Regions from separate parts of the Sus scrofa genome. Here region 1 is linked to region 2. The links are chromatin contacts, called in public Hi-C maps. All regions are on one chromosome and are shown on one strand. Each heading gives the region's core, a stretch centred on a gene start, on an enhancer-like site or on the middle of the called end of the contact. The rest is flanking DNA. Distances are from core to core; before and after follow the strand shown.

Region 1 (3,335 bases), core at 120-2,619, 400 kb after region 2:
GAGGATGTGGGTTCAAGCCCTGGCCTCACTCAGTGGGTTAAGGATCCAGTGTTGCCATGAGCTGTGATGTGGGTTGAAGATTTGGCTGGGATCTGGCATTGCTGTGGCTGTGAAGTTCCGATTTGACCCCCTAGCTTGGGAACTTCCATATGCCAAGGGTTTGGCCCTAAAAAGCAAAAAAAAAAGAGTAATTCCTGGAGTTCTTACTGAGGTGCAATGGGGTGAGTTAAAAATCCAGCTGGTCTCTGTGGAGGTGCCTATTCGATCCCCTGCAAAGGAATTTCCATATGCAGCAGGTGTGGCCAAAAAAAAAATTAAAACATTCCCTTAGGTAGAAGGGGTTTTTTTTTGACACATTTACAAATATCAAAACCATTCTTATTAACAATACCTGTTTGGGCAGAGGGAGAAATGTTTCGCAACCAATTTGGGGTTGAATCAAAATGAAACTTAGACAAAAAAAAAAAAAAAAAAAAAAAAAGGAGTTCCTGTCGTGGCGCAGTGGTTAACGAATCCGACTAGCCATGAGGTTGCAGGTTCGATCCCTGCCCTTGCTCAGTGGGTTAACGATCCGGCGTTGCCGTGAGCTGTGGTGTAGGTTGCAGACGCGGCTCGGATCCTGCGTTGCTGTGGCTCTGGCATAGGCTGGCAGCTACAGCTCCAATTAGACCCCTAGCCTGGGAACCTCCATATGCCGCAGACACAGCCCAAGAAATGGCAAAAAAGACAAAAAAAGACAAAAAAAAAATGAAACTTATACTGGTTTTTGTTTTTAAGCACATGTGATCCATCCCACAACTCCCACACCACCAAAATTACACACATGCACAACATGGTAATTTTTTTGCTCAGTTGCTTTAATAACAAACCCAGTTGTCACTTCTCGTTTCGGTTACATCTTGACCCCAAGGCAAAGGAACCACATGCCCTGTGGCGGGACTCCTGCCAACATCCTGCCTGCTTCTGGGACTCAGGCTGCCTCCATGCCACTAACTACCAGCTGTAAGGAACGCCCAAAGAATCCCAGCTTTTTTTAAATTTTTAACTGGCCACACCCATATCATATGGAAGTTCCCAGGTCAAGGACTGGATTCAAGCCACAGCTGAGACCTACACCACAGCTGCAACAATGCTGGATCCTTAACCCACTACGCCAGGCCAGGGATAAAACTCTCACCTCCCCAACTACCGCAGTCAGATACTTAACCCACTGTGCTGGTGCGGGAACTCCAAGAATCCCAGGTTTATTGTTTCAGAAAGAGCAGGGGTGCCCAAGATCCAAACGGGGTGTCACAGGACAAGAGGGACAAGCTCTCCCAGGCTGCTGAGCTCTGCAAAGGGTTCTGCATGATCCCGCCCCCTTCCTGCTCTTCCTCCACCTCCTCCTCCCTCCAGGGGGATGGAAAAGGACCCGCTGGGGGCGGAGGTGCCGTCCCAGCCTGTCCAAAGCCACCAGCTGCCCCTCTGGACACAAACCCCTATTATCTCACTGCACATCTTCCTTCTGGCATTTCCCTGGCAGAACTAAAAACACCGACAGAGCCCAGAGAAATGGAAACAAGAGGGTGAGTTTCTGGACCAATTAGGCTTAGGGACTAACAGGGAAAGAGTGTGGCTCTTCTGTGAAATCAGTTTGTTGTGCACAAACACACGGGTGCCCCCCCCAACGCACACACACAGGAAAGGTGGATCCTTGCTAATGGCCCGTCCCACCAACAGTGGGAGGCCGGGCTGGCCGCCTAGCAGTCTCACTCCACAGACCCTGTGGCCCCCACGTTGAGTCTCAGGATCTAGCCACGCCTTCAGAAAGGAAGCTACCTGTTTAAAGGGGGCTGCCACCAAGACATCATGTCAACATGTATGTGGTCTCCTTTGAGAAATGGTTCACAATAGCTCCAAAGGCAAGAAACAGCGACATCCAATCAGCGGTACACTTGGTGGGGACACTTGAATTAGCAACTACAACCAGGGAGTTCCCACTATGGCATGGTGGGTTAAGGATCTGACTGCAGCGGCCTGGGTTGCTGCTGAGGTGCAGGTTTGAACCCCGACCCGGCACAGTGGGTTAAAAGATCTGACATAGCTACAGCTGTGGCTCAGTTTCAGGCCCTAGCCCAGGAAGGTCTTTATATCACAGATGTGGCTGTAAAATTAAAAAAAAAAAAAAAAAAAAAATGGAGTTCCCATTATGATGCAGTGAAAATGAATCCAACTAGAAACCATGAGGGTGCAGGTTCAACCCCTGGCCTCGCTAAGTGGGTTACAGATCCGGCATGGCTGTGGCGTAGGCCGGCAGCTATAGCTCCGATTTGACCCCTAGCCTGGGAACCTCCATATGCCCCAAGTGCAGCCCTAAAAAGCAAAAAAAAAGTAAGTACAATCCAGCCACAGGAGCAAATGGATGGAGAGCAGAGGCCCTGACACACACATGCTGACCTGAGGGCTTCAAATCAAACCTAATCGTCGTAGCCAGAGTAAAGTCATTTAGTAACAAAGCTAACCCTTCTACAATGATTAATATAGGTGTCAAATGTTAAATAAAATATCAATACCCGGCCTTTTGCTTTGACCATTTATGAGATGCCTTCCAAGTCCAATGACATACAGTAATTTGGTTTTCTAATTTGTTGTTGTTGTAATTGTTTGTTTGTTTGTGTTTTTGTCTTTTCTAGGGCTGCACCTGCGGCACATGGAGGTTCCCAGGCTAGGGGTGGAATCAGAGCTGCAGCTGCCAGCCTATGCCACAGCCAGAGCAATGCTGGATCCGAGCCATGTCTGTGACCTTTACCACAGCTCACGGCAACGCCAGATCCTTAACCCACTGAGCGAGGGATTAACCTGCAACCTCATGCTCCTAGTCAGATTCGTTAATCACTAAGCCACAATGGGAACGCCATGGTTTTCTAATTTTTAATAACTGATTTTGCTCACTATAAAAATAATGCACATTCATAATAAAAAATTTAGAAAGTACAAAGGTATTTCTTTTTTTTGGCCTTTTTTGCCTTTTCTAGGGCCACTTCCCATGGCATATGGAGGTTCCCAGGCTATGGGTCTAATCGGAGCAGTAGCCTCCAGCCTATGCCAGAGCCACTGCACCGCAGGATCCAAGCCAAGTCTGTGACGTACACCACAGCTCACAGCAACCCAGGATCCTTAACCCATTGAGCAAGGCCAGGGATCGAACCCGCAACCTCATGGTTCCTAGTCGGATTTGTTAACCACTGAGCCATGACGGGAACTCCCCAAAGTCATTTCTTAAAGTGCATTAAAATAGTTACGCCCACCACCCAAAAATATACCCCTCGCGTACACTGTATATCCTTCCAGTCTGT
Region 2 (3,762 bases), core at 1,124-3,623:
GGAACTCAAGGGGCTGCAGTGAAAAGAAAACCACCCAGAACTGCCCCAATCTTATATATTTAGCTTCAGAAGGGAAATGCAGAAAGATGTCCATAGTTAAATTCCTCCCTGGCTTAATCCAGTCCAAATCATCTGGCTTTGATGCAAGAGAGGACTTCATGCCCTGTCAATGTCCGTTTGTGAATAACTGAGCTGCCATTGTGATTCCCAAAAAACTGCCCTATACTCATGCTCTATGCCCCATACTTACACTATATGCCCTATACTGCCTTATCAGACTGTTTGTATCGTTTTGGGGAAGCAATTTGGGATGAATTATCAAGATGTAAATTGTGACTACCCTTTAGCCCCACTGTAGAAATTCAGCCTAGAGTTATACTTTTAAAGCAAGCAAAGGCACACAATCCATTGTCCAATACTCATGGACTCTGTGGGAGGAAAAAAAAACCCAACAAACCCACTAAATAAAAGCTAAATGTCCTCAACGAGTGTCTAGCTAACTGATGACATCCATAAACTAGAACAGTACACCCCTTTGAAAGATTACATGCTTCTCAAGGGTCTCACGTGGAAAGAATTCCATGACACCATTTTAAGTAAAGGAAGCAAGGTGAAGCTCAGTGGCTGAGTCTGGTCCTATTTGCGTAAAAAAAGCAGCACATATACTTTGATCATGCAGAGAACCCTCCCAAGGCTCTGTCTGTTCACAGGGGTCGTCTCTGGGAAGTGGAGCTAAGGCTCAAGACTGGGGGGAAGCAGTTTCACTTCTAACACCACACCCTTCCATGTGCTTTGGACTTAAGTAAAAATAAGTACTAATTTCTGGACCAAAAATTAATATTTTATTCCAGAAATTAATATGGAACAAAGTACCTACCACAGAACAAAAAGAGCTACAAGAAATAGCAACAAACATCAGTCTGCCAAAGACAGGTCCTGAAGCAAGGGGCTGCATAAAGCAGTCATGTTCTAAATAAAGCTCGAGAGACTCTGGTCCATATTAACAAAGAAAAAACCTACAACTCCTATATTGCTCTCTTCCATGGCTGGTGAATATTTTTAGTGACAGGCAATACCAGTTGTGGGGGGGGTGGGTGGAGGGGGAGCATGCAACCCGGTGGACCATGTGGCAGGGAACCCAAAGCTCCCAGGCATCATGGCCACCACCACCAGGTGACAAAACCCAGAGACAACTTGCTTGAGTATTTAATTACTATGTGGAAATGGAAAGGGATTGGGGTTGGTTAACTAAACAAAAAGCCTGGCCCCGCTTCACAAATAGAGGGAGTGCCTTGGCTACTAGCAGTGCTGTTACTTTTTGCAAATACACACACACATTTGTTGTTTAATTTTTTTAAAGCTTTTTAGGGCTGCACTTGCGGCATATGGAGGTTCCCAGGTTAGGGGTCCAGTTGGAGCTACAGAAGCTGGCCTACACCACAACCACAGCAACGCAGGATCCGAGCTTCATCTGGGACCTGCATCACAGCTCACGGCAATGCCAGATCTTTAACCCACTGAGCAAGGCCAGGGATCAAACCCTCAATCTTGTGGCTCCTCATTGGATTCATTTCTGCTGTGCTGCGACAGGAACTCCTGTTGTTTAACTCTACCCTGCACGGTGCCAATTCATTCTGATACCATTAGCCTCAGAAATACTTTCCCTAAAAATTATATGTAATTAAACACACACACACACACACACACACACACACACTTTACTCTCAGGATGAGCGCTAGGGAGGGAGGCCTGTCCCCTTTGGGACCTTCAGCTCAGCACCCTGCACTAGACAGTATTTTCAGTGCTCTCCTCAGTTGAGTGTGTTCTGCAAATCACACCACTTACTCTGCTTTGGTCTTTCTCTCTGCCAGCTGTGGGTGGGTGGGTGGGTGGAGGGGGAGCATGCAACCCGGTGTTTCATGATCTAGGTAACAGTTTTGACCCCTTGTTTTGGGTAAATGGTGTTTGGGTGGTTACTCTGGACTTGCCTCAAAGGACAAAGGAAGGGTATTATGTTGGATGTCAGAGAGCCAGTTTCCAGGCAGCTCAAGTTACCTTCATGGAAATGGAGAAGCAGAGGGTGAAGTTCTGCCAGCCACTGGGGAGAGATGGCAACTAGCCCTGTAAGCAAGCAGTACTGAGGCCTGGGCATACAAAGAGGGCATCAAGGCAGAAGGCAGAATTACCCTTCTAAAGACCCAAAGGGCAATCCTGTCTAACCTCTGTGCACCTTCTGTGTCATGGCCTATCTGACACATGCTGGGGTGCCCCGGTTGCCAGGAGTGGTGGGCAAGGGGCAGGCAGGCTCAGAGCCACCCCCTCCAGGAACAGGGAGCACTCAGGCTTCCCAGTACCGTTGGAAAGAAACCACATTTCCTTTTAGCCAGGGTGGGCCAGCTGAACAGCTGCAGCATCACTGAAAACAGTAGCAAGACAGAGAGAGAGTCTTTTCTAGATCCGCCTTCAGGGGAAACAGCGGGGGAGAGGGGACGAGTACTTAAATAGGGCCTGGAATGCGGGGTTCTCAAGGGCCTGTGTAGGACAGTGTCTTCCGAGACAGGCGGGTGCCATTCACTGTGGGGCTTTTGTTTGCTGGGGGGGAGTAGAGGGAGGGATGGGCTGCCAATTTGGGGCCAGAAATGAATTCTCTGCAGGTGGGGGACAGGGTGAGGCTACCTCCTGGGGCTATTTTCTCCCACTGGGCCCTTCCTTTATTTATTTAGAGAACTCAGCCTTTCCTCTAAGTAAATACCAAAGAGACATTTTAAAACCACCCCTTTAAGACAGCAGCATATTGTCATCCGGGTCTCCACCTGGCAGAGGGCATGGCTGCCGTGCTCCCAGCCTTACGTCCTGACTTCCGGCGGAGCAGGAGGAGCCCCGCCCGCGGAGGACGGCACTTCCGGTGTCGGCCATCTTGGGAGGAAGCCCCGCTCGGACCGGAAGTGCACGGGGAGCGCGGCCTGAGGCCTCACCTGGGGCTGCACTAGGGGAAGGGGAGTGGGTGTGGGGTTTACCAGTTGGAAGCAGGAATTGGCATGGGGTGAAATTATGCAGACCCAGAGAAAGGGAGCTGTGCCGAGACAGCTGAGGTCCATGGAGGGTGATAGATCTGGTGGGGGCAGAGTCACTGTGGTGGGCAGGGCTGTCCAGGCACGAATTTTCTCCATGTAACCACCTCAGAGGCCTGGAGATCTTCTCATGAGGAAAGCAGGAGTCACCCCCTTAGAGGCACTGGTTTTAGATCAACATCTTAGAAACAAGAAGTCGGTTTCCTCATCACCTCCGCAACCTGTTAGTCCTCGAAAGACCATAAAGGCTCAGGGCCCTGCTGTAGACATCCTGCACCTGGTCTCGTGGGAGAGGTCCAGCCTTTGCTAGAGTGAACGGCATGAACAATCAAAGCCCGTTGCATCCAGGGCTCAACTGGAGTCTTGGCCTCCTCCTCATCCTCAAACCTGGAGAATACAACTCCCGGCTCAAGCCCAGCAAGTAGTGAGCTTCCCAGGACATTCTCCCACCAGCCAGACTGGAAATACTGGAAAAGCCAAGGTAGCTGCCCTCAGAGGCAGGGCTGGTATTTTCTTTTCTTTGGGCCAGTTTGGTTTTAACTAGAAACTGGAATAATAATTATAATGATACATGTTTACAGATCTTAACTAATTAATCCCTCAGAGTCCACTTTTGGGGGGGGAAAGCATTCGACCCACCTCATACATCAGGAAAACAGGGCCATGTGGTTTGGCTGGGCTGGGTGGTCG

What was found. Hi-C and Micro-C count contacts between places; a contact is called where the count stands out from the background.
Region 1: a Hi-C map of skeletal muscle shows a contact between it and region 2, with 4 times the contacts expected there. The contact joins two enhancer-like sites. A contact is called at or near these places in 1 of 5 promoter capture datasets (liver), 20 of 47 Hi-C or Micro-C datasets (alveolar macrophages, brain, embryonic fibroblasts and 11 more) and 1 of 2 datasets of contacts at active chromatin or transcription factors (skeletal muscle).

What each region holds. Positions count from the first base shown.
Region 1 is chr13:200,569,397-200,572,731 of Sscrofa11.1, forward strand. All of the region lies in intron 5 of HLCS (biotin--protein ligase), which reads right to left. Among named protein-coding and RNA genes, the nearest start is that of HLCS, 48 kb to the right of the region's middle. Within about 2 kb of position 1,370, at least 4 of the 83 cell types and tissues checked have an H3K27ac peak or open chromatin away from gene starts, as enhancers often do. A contact at or near this core is called in skeletal muscle, where this site is marked.
Region 2 is chr13:200,166,993-200,170,754 of Sscrofa11.1, forward strand. It overlaps a transcript of CLDN14 not described here. Among named protein-coding and RNA genes, the nearest start is that of CLDN14, 39 kb to the left of the region's middle. Within about 2 kb of position 2,374, at least 8 of the 83 cell types and tissues checked have an H3K27ac peak or open chromatin away from gene starts, as enhancers often do. A contact at or near this core is called in skeletal muscle, where this site is marked.